Linked DNA regions of Mus musculus: region 1 is linked to region 2. Evidence: chromatin contacts called from public Hi-C data. All regions are on one chromosome and are shown on one strand. Each heading gives the region's core, a stretch centred on a gene start, on an enhancer-like site or on the middle of the called end of the contact. The rest is flanking DNA. Distances are from core to core; before and after follow the strand shown.

What was found. Hi-C and Micro-C count contacts between places; a contact is called where the count stands out from the background.
Region 1: a Hi-C map of liver shows a contact between it and region 2, with 2.3 times the contacts expected there. The contact joins two enhancer-like sites. A contact is called at or near these places in 10 of 484 Hi-C or Micro-C datasets (the N1E-115 cell line, brown adipocytes, differentiating spermatogonia and 4 more), 5 of 115 datasets of contacts at active chromatin or transcription factors (CD8 T cells, double positive thymocytes, heart atrium and 1 more) and 3 of 9 other capture datasets (adipose tissue, liver and pancreatic islet).

The regions. Positions count from the first base shown.
Region 1 is chr4:97,909,334-97,915,441 of GRCm38.p6, forward strand. The region is part of intron 2 of Nfia (nuclear factor I/A); the gene reads left to right. Among named protein-coding and RNA genes, the nearest start is that of Gm40208, 25 kb to the right of the region's middle. Within about 2 kb of position 2,593, at least 109 of the 459 cell types and tissues checked have an H3K27ac peak or open chromatin away from gene starts, as enhancers often do. A contact at or near this core is called in adipose tissue, liver and muscle stem cells, where this site is marked.
Region 2 is chr4:97,838,096-97,844,191 of GRCm38.p6, forward strand. The region is part of intron 2 of Nfia (nuclear factor I/A); the gene reads left to right. It overlaps Gm19417 (a long non-coding RNA gene), which reads right to left. Exons shown (of 2, transcript XR_376437.4): 2 at 2,745-6,096. Among named protein-coding and RNA genes, the nearest start is that of Gm19417, 28 kb to the right of the region's middle. Within about 2 kb of position 2,881, at least 58 of the 459 cell types and tissues checked have an H3K27ac peak or open chromatin away from gene starts, as enhancers often do. A contact at or near this core is called in adipose tissue, liver and muscle stem cells, where this site is marked.

The sequences.
Region 1 (6,108 bases), core at 1,343-3,842, 71 kb after region 2:
GAAAGATGTTGAGTTTGAGGCAGACCTCAGCTGTGGAGAGTTAGAGTCCTTTCTGGGCTGTGGAGAGAACTGTTGTCTCTGAAATTTAAAAACAAAAAACAAAAATAAACAAACAAACAAAAACCCCAAACAACCCAAAGCAATTAAAGTCCATGAAGAGGAATTGATTGGAAGATTTTAACCTAAAATAAATATTTGCTATAATAGCATTTTATAATTTTTTATCTACATAGTATCTTTCGGGGAGATTTGTATGGGTGAAGCATGGGCAACTGTAGCAATGTTTTTTAAACATTTTTTCTTGTCTTCAAAAGAAGGTTTGCTTGTTCTCATTTGAGGCTGATGTCATTCTATCTGAGGAAACACAATGGTTCTTTTCTACCAAATATGTATGTTTGTATCTTTGTAAAAGTTTTAGATTTGTGGGTGTGTACAGTCCCCACTGGTATGAGAGATAAAAGTTATTTTAGTGCTTGAGCAATGCTGTGCTAAAAAAAAAATTCTAAAACACATACTCAATGCAACATCCATTTTAATCGTCTTAACAAGTAGACTATATAATTCCAGAAGATTCAGCACAATTCATTAGATAAATGGCTTGCAATTTTAACAGACCACAAACATATATTTACAAATTATTAAAAGTGAAACAAGGTCCTGGTGGTAATTCATGCAATCACATTAACTAATGCATTAATTGGTGATATGATTTGGAGGCGGGTGCTGTATATCAAATGTAGGCACGATCTCTACCACTGAGCCACTCAGCCCCAAACCTTAAGTAATATGTTTCCTGTACCCAGCAAAAGAAATGAAATGTTCCACATCCAAGAAATACGATTAGCAGAGAAAAATCCAACTCTGGCAGGAACTGCTATTTGTGGACTACTTAATGTGGTGTGTGGTATCCCTACAGGAGTATGTGGGGCCGGGCTTCCTAAGCCCAAATCCTGCCTTATGCTATGGGCCATTAGCACCACTTGGGAAGTAACATGTGCCTCAGTAGTTAGCACTTAGGCTGTGTTTTAACAAGTCTCCAGATATGTATTTACATGATAGACTATACTGACACCTTTCAGTGCTATCTGTCAATCATGGTTTAATAACGCTCCTCCATACAGGGTTCGTTTTTATTGTCTCTCTATTTATTTTATATTTTCAGGAATTCATGGTCACCTGACCCCTTGGCAGCCTTCTGAAAGCCCACACAAACCTTGCTTCCCAGGGCTGGAAAGGGTGTTCCAACCCTTGTGAAAGAGAAAAGCAGAAGTAAGGGCAAAGCCAGTTGGAAGGGATCGGCAGAGGCGCCTCCTCTCACGAGATGCTTTCATTACGTGCTTGGCAGCCACCTGCCTCCATCTTTTTATTTTCCTTTTTAGTGAAAGGATTTTACATCAGTAGATATTATTAAAAAGATCTTATTTAACATGCAGACGCATTTTGTGCGCAAGCGACTGACTGCTTGCTCAAGAGTCTAGGAAGGCTTCGTGGGAAGAGCGCAGCAATCTGAGCCATATGTATCGGGCAGGTTGCCAGTTGTTGCCAATATGCCCAAACCACCTGGCCGTGCACTCAGCCAAGTGTGCCACTGTGACCAGCCGGCTCGAACCTCGCCGCCTTTCAGGGCTTAGGAGCTCTGAAGGCCTGAGCTGTACTGTTTTGCCCCGCTGCCAGCGGTTCCCACTCCCACAAACTGTGCAGCTACACTGACCGGTGACTCACAAACGCCCATTTTCAAAGGAGCTCTCCCTTTGTTTAAGGCCCATTCACTGGTGTTGAACCCGTGCCATTAGATGAGCCTGGAGATACTGCCTGGAACCTTCCCCCATATGCGGTAGACAGACACAGCCTGGCTGGCTCTGCTGCTCCCCAGCCTGTAGCGACAGGGTTTGAGATTCGGCTTCGCCAAGATTTGGGTTGGTTTTATTTGCCGCTGGTTTCAATTTTTATTTTGAGTGGTTCTGACTTTTGAATGTTTGGAAACGTTTGTTCATTTGCTTTTCCTCTCTTTGTTTAGCATAGAAATCGGTCGAGTCGTTTCACAATTTATTTATCAAGCGTGGTTTCATAATCTTTGGCAATCTAGGTCAGGCAACAACCAGGGACAGGCAGGATCGGAGCATAGAAACTTGAAGACTGGTTAGTTCTTTTTGCAAGCCATAGTAGAAAAAAAGGTTTACATCAAAGGTCTGCCCTCTGTGAACAGACTGTGAGAATTGTGTACGCACCTGTTTCCCTTTTTACCTTGGCTCCCAAGAAGCTCAGAGATAAATTTAGTTTTTAACTTCAATAGAGGCTTCGGCACGTTTCATGTTCCCATTATGTGTTTTCTTCACATCTGCAGTTTTTGTTTATACGTGTATATGTTTTGTTTATATTTGTAGTTTTTGTAGCTATAACTTGGATAGGTGTATATTTAATGCGATTATGAACCATTTCTTACCTTTTTTTTTCAGAAGGTAGATTAATAAATAAAACTTTGGCCTGCCTAGCGGTGATTGTTATGTTTCAGTGAGCTGTTCTAGGATAAGCAGGTGACTGGAGAGATCTGTGGCAATGCTCCACAACGTGCACACTAGCCTTTGGCCTGGACATGTTATGATCTCCCATTCACTCTGTGGTGTGAAGGTTCACTCAGTCTCTCCGGCCTTCCTCTCTCCAGCTCAGGGGTCACCATAAGCTGGATCCTGAGGAACTGTTTTGGCTCCAGTTTAATCAGTCGGAATGGATATTACTAAGTAAGCTGCCTCGTTCACTCCTTCCTAGAGAGGCGTCAAATGTTCCTGAAGATTTAAAAAATATTATTATAATGCACCTTTTTAATTAAAATTATCAGACACTTCAAGAAATCCATGCTATCGTTGTTGAAGTGTGTTTTGGGAGCCCATTTTTCATTCTATTAATAAGGCCTGTTCAGATAGTAACATTTTGGCCAGTGTCCTGTGACACGCTCAACAAAGGCTGGAGCAAGGTGGAGTCGTACCAGCAAACAAGATGGATAGTTCGTGCTGGGGGGAGTGTCCCTGAGGGTTTTTGCAGCCTGTCAGAGAGGCTGCAGCTGTAACCACCCATCTGTGCAGGCTTGGCTTAGACCACACTACAGTATTGAGTGCTTACCCTGAGGAAGGTGTTCGAAAGAATTCATGGTATCAGTCAAATAATAATGCCCGAATGTGATAGGGCTAATGTGTGTAAAGAAAAGTTCCTGTAGTCCACAAACCCTTTACCTTTTGACAGATATAAAATTCTAAACTCTTTGCAGTATTCATCTTAGTGTTTGTTTTCCTTCATTATAGTGAAAAGGAGTAGCAAACACTCAGCATCTCCATCCATGGCTAGCTCCGAGCGTCTCTGTCCGTGGGTAGCCCCGAGCGTCTCTGTCCGTGGGTAGCCCCGAGCGTCTCTGTCCGTGGGTAGCTCCGAGCGTCTCTGTGCATGGGTAGCCCTGTGTGTCTCTGTGCATGGGTAGCCCTGAGCATCTCTGTCCATGGGTATCCCTGAGTGTCTCTGTCAGTGGATAGTCCTCAGCATCTCTGCCCATGGCTACTGTTCAGGATCTCTGTCCATGGGTAGCCCTCAGTGTCTCTGTCTATGGATGCCTAAAATCTGTCATACCCTAATCTCAGAGGCACATCTTAGAGGTTCTTCCCTGTCCACATGCTGACCCTGCAATTGAATCTTCCTGTCTATTTCTGATCCTAAGTAGTACTGCCTTGATCATTTGAGGATATATTTTTCTTTGAAAAATATTTGTGTGCAACAAGAAGCTCTGTAATGCTGGACAACGAAAGCCTGTTAAGCACTACTAATTTGACATTAATTATTTGAGATTTAAAAGGACATGATAAGAATCTCTTTATAACCAAGAATGCAGATCTCTTCCACAAGTGATGCAAAATCGTCTCTTGTTAAATATAGGGGAAGAAGTAAATATATTTCATCAGAATCGTCTAAAACAAATCAGTAATGGAGTAAAAGTTAGAAATTCTATTTTAAAAGGATTCGTGTTTTTTTTTAATTTCTTAATTTTGTAAGAAATTTTGTAGAAGTTTCTATAGACAGCTTTACTGATTTTACTGAGCTAAATATAGCAGAGATATTCTTGGGAAAATATTGTGCAGTTTCCTTCTATTTAGCCCCTCCCCACACTTACTTTACCATATATTATTAGAAGAAATGATTACTTTTGTGTTTATGTTCAAGGTTTTGTGAGAGATTTGCAGTAGAGGGAATTTTGTATTGGTGTCTTCAGTATTTGCCCAAACTCAGAGGACCTAATCCTTGCTGTCATGGGAAGATCCTTAGAAACTGTTATTTTATTTAAAAGAAAATGCCTTTACTCTTTTTAACTAGCATTAGCCTATTGAGCATAAATGGACTATTCAGCTACACACTGCCTCATTGATGAACCATCATTGATTCATTTACTGAGCACCTAAAACCCCCACCAAGACCCGTGGAGGATGGGAGTCAGCATCCTGTGTCTCCCCCTCCTCAGCAGCATGCACTTAGCAGCTTTGCAGTCTCATTTTCTGGAAGAAAACAACAAAAAAAAAGCTTTAAATGTTGAATTTTCTACCAAAACCAAGAATACTGGCACAAAAACCTTGTTAGAAATAATTTCAAGCAAAAGGCATTTGATAAAATCTGACATTGATTCCAGACTTTCAAAAATTCTTTGAAATCCAGCCACAAGGAAACAAGTATCCAGACGACAATGCTGCTACCATCTACATTCCATCAGTGAACCATGAGATGGTGCAGCCAATCCAGTAACAGCAAGAGTAAGACCGAGATGATAGCCAATGTGCAGTGTGCATCTGGAGCTTTTATGATGATAACTAGTGACTCAAAATGCTGGACCTTTTGGATTTTTATTAGAGAATATAGGGCAGAATATCTAGTTTAAAAAACATTGAATACCCACACAGTAGACTTTAATCAGCTAGCTATCGCCACTAAGAAGCTGTGGTAGAGAGATGAAAAGAACAAACCAGGAAAGCAATACAAAACTAAAGCTATTCAGGAAAACCTTCAACTAACCAAAGAGTAGTTTGAAAGTCCAGCTGTGAAGTGGGTGCATTGAGCTATGGAGGTTGCATGAATGGACACAGGTGACATCTAACAAGACCACCTGCAGCAGGGACCACAAGTTATCTCTTCCTCCTCCTTCAAGTTCCATAGCCAGTCATCATGGAGTTCTGCCAAGCTTCCCTCTGACTAGCATGTAAACCAACTCCCACAGTTGTAAGCCCTTTGCTTTATGTTCTTTACAGCCTAGACTGTTTCTAGAATCCTCTGTTTGCTCCCATTCTTTCCACGCCATTCATCTCTTCCTTACACTGTTGCCAAGGTGATATTTCCAAAAAGGAATTATCACTTCCGACTGGCACCCTCCATTGGCTTCTCATCATCTCCTGTAGACGATCCAACCTGGTGCTCCGATGCCACCATGGAGAATACCATGTTCCAGCTGTCTGATACAGTACTGTTGGAAGGCTTTCTTTTCCCCCAAGGGGCTGTGGGTGTTAGTGCCTTGGAACTACAGAATCAGTGTGGCACATGCGTGTGTGTCTCTTTTCTGCTTAGGAAGATCTCCCTTGAGATGGATCCATAGCCTGGAAGACTCCAGCCCCTCTGCAGTTTTTAGCTTAATCACTGTGTCATCTGAAAGTCCATCCCAGACACTGCAGAGTTAGGGGCCCTTTGTGTACCCTTACCGTGACCATGATCACACTTCTCTGTCGTGACTGTTGAACTTCACTGGGATATGGATCTCTCTGTGTCCTTGGTATATGACTCAAGGGTTGGAGCACGGTTGGTGTTTAAGGTTATTTGTTGAAATGTATACTTATAAATCATTTTTGGGGGTGATTGCTTTATCATTTCTTGGTTGTTTTTTGGCCTCTGGGGATCTAAACGGTGACTGGAAATAAAACTTAGTATCACTCATTTTTTTGTGCCGCTGCTGTAGCCTAATGAATGTATAATGCTTTCTCAGAGAGAAAGTTTTATGTGTTACGGTATGGGCTTGTGCTTCTATGGTCTGTGCTAATTGTATCTTTCTGAGATGTTTTGTCTAGGTTGAGGGCTTCAGTTTATTTGCTG
Region 2 (6,096 bases), core at 1,631-4,130:
CTAGCCAGCCAAATTCATAGGCAGCAAACAGGTTCACTCCGAAACCAACAAGGTGGTATGGAAGACAGCAAAAACTAGCCGAACCTCTGTTATCCTTTTCTTGAAGTAGGCTGGACCAGGTTTTCAGTCTTCTGGTGATGACAATTTGATGCTGGGAGGTTACTTACCTTCCCCTCTGTAGCTTTCGAATATGTATAGTTGGGGGTGGGAATGTACTATTAATTTTTAGGGTGGTTTGGCAGTTAGAAATTATTTTACATATGCCCAGTCTCTACCTGATGTAGAGTGTATGTTAGTTATCATTTTATCATTGCTGCAGTGATACTGTCATAGGGTACAGCAGCTTTTAGGCAACCACTGAAGGTCAGGGGCTTCTCTGGTTCGATTTAGACTCCTCCATACGTCTTCAAAGGAAAATTTCTCTTTCCCCTTGGGGAGAAATTAACCTACGGTACAAAGGGAGTTGAGAGTCTGCGCTCTGCTTTCTGAGTGTTTCAGAGATGGCCAGAAGTTGATACCAGTCACTGGAAAGCCACTAGGCAACATGAACGCCATGGTCAGGGTGATAGAACATGGGGCCTTGGCCTGCTCCCAGGGCTCAGCCTCTGCTCCCTGAGCCTCTCATTTCCTAAGTCCCTTTCTGTCCTGAGTTCTGCCCCTGTTCCCTCGGGCCCAGCACAGCAGACCAAAGGGCTTTCTTGGCCATCCAGCTGCTTTAGGTTCAGTGGAATCCTTCCTGATCAGTGGGGGGTTAGTACAGTGGCCCTGCTTGGGTTCAGTTAGTGCAATGGCCTTGTACTAACTGGTCTTGTTGCTCCAAGAAATGTTAGCAAAGCAGTGCCTGGACCTTGGACTATGCTTCATGTTTGACCTTTGGTGGCATCTTTTTGTGAGCCAGCACACCTGGCTAAATGTCTTTCAACTCCGAAATTATGCCGAGTGGAAGTATTTTGAATAAATGTAAACAGAGAAGGAATTTTGCCTGCAAACTTTAGAATTCTCATCTCACTTGGCTGTAGTAACTGCTTATTACAGTAGGCTTCTTTGTGGTTGATGATAATAAACAAGGAATGGATTTCCAACAGAAATTTCCCCCAGTCTTCCCTAGGGCATCTGAAGTGCCTTTTTTCTCCTGTGGGCTCCAGAGTCATGGGCAGTGTTGAACAATTAGCCCAGAGGGAAGCCCTGGAAACAGTTGGTCCCTCAAGGCTTGGGAAGTCACAAAGGCTGTGCTGGCAAGGGGGAGGAGGGAGGGATGATGTGGGGGCTGGGGGGGGGTACTCAGAGGTAGTGAGAGGGGTGGGGGTGGGTTGTTTCCCAGATAGTTTTCAAAGAACAGAGGTTGGTGTGCTTTGCTGTGGGCCCCGAGAACAGTGCAAGTCTGCTTCAAATTCTTCTTTGTCTTTATCTGGTACTTTCTCTAGCACATTCCTTTTGGCTTAACAAAGTGTCTTCCTTTCCTGTTTCATGGTCATTGATAACAAGAGCTTGAAGGCTTTTTGCTTCCAGGCTCTGCATGGAGTGGAAAGAGGAACACATAGGAGGGGGACTTGCCATCTTAGAGATGTTTCCCCATTTTTATCACACAAGGGGAAAGCTGTCCAGTGTGCAGAGAGGACCCAGGTTTTCATTTTAGTCTAGGGGGTGATTGATTGCCTTTCTTTCAAGGGCCTGATGGAGGAGGTCAGAGTCTTAGAAAGGGAAGAAGCCAGGGAAAGGGAAAGAAGAAAGAGTGAGATTTATGGCCTCCTGCATCACGGCTTTTATGTCGCATAACTATTCCCAACACTGGAAGTTCATGACACGCTCGCTGAGAAACAGCTCTGGAGTACAGAGCAGTGATCTGCATGCAAAGAGGAAATTACACAGTCCAGCCTCTGCTCTGCCTGCTGCAGAGAGCACACTCAGCCCGTGATGGACACAGGTTCCAGTGGCTGCTGGGCATGAGCTGGACCACCCAGCACCACTTACACTGTGCACAGGGTGGCTGGCGATGCTGTTTATAAAGCATTGTTTCAGCAAACAGACTTTGCTGTTGCTCCTTCTGCATCTGCCCTCTTCACTCCCAATGTGGAAGCCTTGGGCATCTCATGCCAAAGAACACTGCACTAATAGAGCCTCTGCCTCCACCCCTACCTTTGATAATTGAAGATCTTTTAAAATGTTTTTGTCTTCCATTTTTTATTCCATATGGGCCCTTAGGTAACATGACCCAGTGTGGCCATTAAATGGCCCTGCTTACAGTTGGATTGCTGGGTACAAAGCAAATTTATGGTTGTTTATTCTCTCCTCCTATCAGCTATTAGTGCCTAATCATATGGTCTATCGATCATGAGATTAATCGCCTGCCCATAGAGGCAGCGGGTCTTGTGGAATGCTTCCCTGCGCCAGAATGAACTTCAACCTTTTATACAAACTGGAAGAGTCAGAACCATCATTCACTGCCTGGAGCCCCAGGAGGTAAATCCCTGCTTCTCCAAGCAGTGTTCTCTTCACTTCCTTCCCTTGTGTAAAACTTCAACTCATTGATTCAGACACACACAGAGCCTTTCTGAGGCACCCTATACACAATGACATAAGCTGCAAATACGTGGGCTTTATTACACGAGGCCCACAGTCTGCATAATTAAAGATCTCTCTGCACTCCTATTATAAATTCTCATTTTGCAAGATTTATAGCTGGGCTTTTAAATTTTTCTCAAGCTAAGACTTTCTAAGAGTGTTATGATCAGAGGTCTATTTTCTTTTTTTTTTTTTATGAAATGTGTTTCTTTGAAGATATAAAAAGCAAACTCTAGAAACCCCGTCATAGAGGTGTCAGCACACAGAGGTTAGCCATGTAAAGAGTAGGTACTCTGTACCCTAGAGTGGCTTTGCTGACCTTTGTCCCTCTGCAGTTATGAGGGCCAGAAGCCCTGTGGTGTCCTGCCGTGTCTGGATGTCCTGCTCTGTCTCTATAACTCCAAGGAGGAGGAGGCTGGGATCATACGCCATTGATCTTTTCCCAGCCTTGCTTTTACTTAGCCTAGCTTTCTCAGTGTGAGTCCTGAGTTTGTTCAGTGAATGACCCTCAGCAGGGACTAGGAGACTTGCTTCTTTGTGTTGACACTGCCCTTGAAGGCAAGGGTGTACACGTTTAGGTGACACTCTGCAGTCTCTGAAGACAAGTTCCCTGCTAACAAAATGACTATACATTCTGGGCTGGTCACTGGTGTTCTGTGGGTTAAATGCTACTAGAATAGTGCCTTCAAATGTTTGATTGGAACATGTCAATGGAGTTTGCCATGACCTCACTGCTCCCTATTAGTCACAGTGTCATCACAGAGTATCAGCAGCCTGCTTTATCTCACCTACGCCATCCTCAAGCACTTATGATTTCTTCCGGTATTTTCCTATAACATGATCCTTGGTTACTAGGGTTTGAAGTCTGATATTTGGGCTACTAAGTGATGCCTCTGGCTGTTACTTTAACCCTCTGTTCCAGTCCTGTTATTCTCAAGAATCTCAGCTATTATTATTTTTTGTTTCATTTTGTGTTTTGTGGCCCAGATAAACAGCAATGGATGATTAATTTGTTTTCTCCCTTTGAAGTAAATAAGTATGTATAGTTGAATACACTGAGCCATTGTACAGAAGGTGAAATGGTTTTGTGTGACTAGTTGGTTGATAGTTTAGCTTGTGTGATTGCTTGGTGGGTCAGTGTGGAGGTCCTGTTTGAGGTTTTGATATGCTAAAAATAGCTCCCAGATCTTTCTGACTTTTCCCACTTGTGGTGTTTGTAGGCTTAGCGTAAAGTTTACTCTTTCACACGCTGTTGGAGTCCTTGTCTGTCTACACTTGCTCCTTCTTATTTCGCAACTTCCTTTCACTGGTGCTGTGCTGCAGCCTCCCGTACAACCTGTCTCTTGCTGTGGTAAGATGAAGGGAACTCTCTCATGTGAGTTTACTCAGAAGCCTGATAGCTGTAGTTTCCTTCTATAGTCAAGAGCATTTTGAAGGATTTGCTCTAAAACAGTGGTTCTAAACCTGCAGGTCGTGGCCACTTTGAAGGGTTGAATGACCCTTTCACCGGGGTCACCTAAGACCATCAGAGAACACAGACATTTACATTAAAATTCAAAATAGTACCAAATTACAGTTATGAAGTAGCAACAAGAATAATTTTATGGCTGGGGTCACCATAACACGAGGAACTGTTTTATTTTAAAGGGCCACAGCATTAGGAAGGCAGAGAAGCTCTGCTCTAAAGGACGGGAAGTCAGTATGATACACGATCCTCTCTTTTGGCTCAACTCAAATCTATTGAACTCAGGTTACTTGTGAATATTTTAACTTGCACATTTAAATGCATACATTTAAACAAAGCCCATTAAAGATCTGTACTGTAGAAGTAGTCTGTGTATAAACTACCTTTTAATTGAAGCTTGTCCTATCATGCTTAAATAATACAAAAGTAAAAGCTTTTGAAGATGGCAGGCCAGTTGGTCCCCATGGTTGCATGAATAGTTTGGGCTCTGGGGTTGGACTGGCTTACCCAGTCTGTCAGTTATGAATATGTTGAGAATACCTGGCAGAACCCTTGATGTCCTTGCCTATAAAATGGGATAATACTTTGTTCCGAGGAATAAATGAAAATGACTTAAACAGAGGACATACAGGCCATGGAATAAATAATGAATATTCATCATCATTTAGCTAGAATTTAATGAAGCTCTATTTCTGAGCTTGGAGGCTTTTCTTTCCTGACCATAGCCAGTTCACCATACCTTGGGAAAACTGGTGGTGCACTGATGTTAGCATACTGATACCAAACTAAGTCTGGATCAACATGGCACACTATAGCCCAGAATCCCTGGACTCAAGCAATCCTCCTGCCTCAGTTTATCAATTAGCTGTGATTATGAGTGTGTCCCACTATGCCCAGTGAGATTTTTCATTTAAAGAGCATGAATGTATATCTCATGAAGACTTCCCATATTTGCTGAGTTACCCATGTTTCCAGGAGGTTCTATTGTGGTACTTTCTTATTTGCCATCAAAGGTCCCAGATGTATTGCTTTCCATGTTTCTGAAAACATGCTAAGACCTAGATCTAATATAATGACATGACTGTTTCTCTAAAGTTTTCTTCCCTCAGACCAGTCTCAAAGTTTCATTGCAGAAATCTCATGGACCATGCTGCCATCCTCTGTTATTTCATGCTAGTAAAAGTATGAATGTGACTGTTGGACTGGCAAGATGGATCGGCAGAGATAGGCACTTGCTGCCAAGCCTAATGACCCTAGTTCAACCCTCTGGTCCTACATGGTGGAAGGAAAGAATAGATTCTTTAAAGTTCCTTAAAATAGATTTCCTTAAAATCCTCCAACTGCCACACATTTGCTATGGCCTGCCTGTCTGCACATGAAGACACATAAAACACATACACAATAAATAAATAATAAGTGAATAAATTGAATAATTATAACTAAAATTAAAGTAACTTCATTATGAATCATAACATTAGCAAAAACTTTAAGCCCCCGAGGAACCAGAGCTGGAAAGATTCTGAGATGTCACCTGGTCCAAGTCCCATTTTACAAATAAAAACCATGCCTTTGGCCAGAAAAAAAAAAGATCAGATTTGAATAGAGCTAACCTGTAGGCTTTTAAATTTCGTGCTCAATGGAATCTCTACTCAGCTGCTCTGTTATGATTTTGCTCCTTTTGCAGGACTTGTATGTATTTATTAGAGACCGTCGAGATGTAGCACTGGGCATTACTTTTGTGGCAAAAGCTCTGAAACTATAATCATTATTAATGGATTCCATTATTTGGGAGAGCGTTTTAGGGACTACAGAGGATTCATTGCATTGATCTATTGTGCCACGTTTGTATTATACCAGGTAGTTTAAAATGATATTCTCTTAACCGTTAGGCTAAAACATTGTCCACTGTTGGCAGTTATCCCATCATGAGACCGTCCTTTTTGCCACTGAAAATACATAGTTCTGCTGAAAGGAGCCTTTTGACCGGTCCCCAGTGCCTTGAATGTGTTTAAATCCCTCACTACTAAAATGGGGGGATTACGGCTGCTATCATTGTTCTAAAACAAACT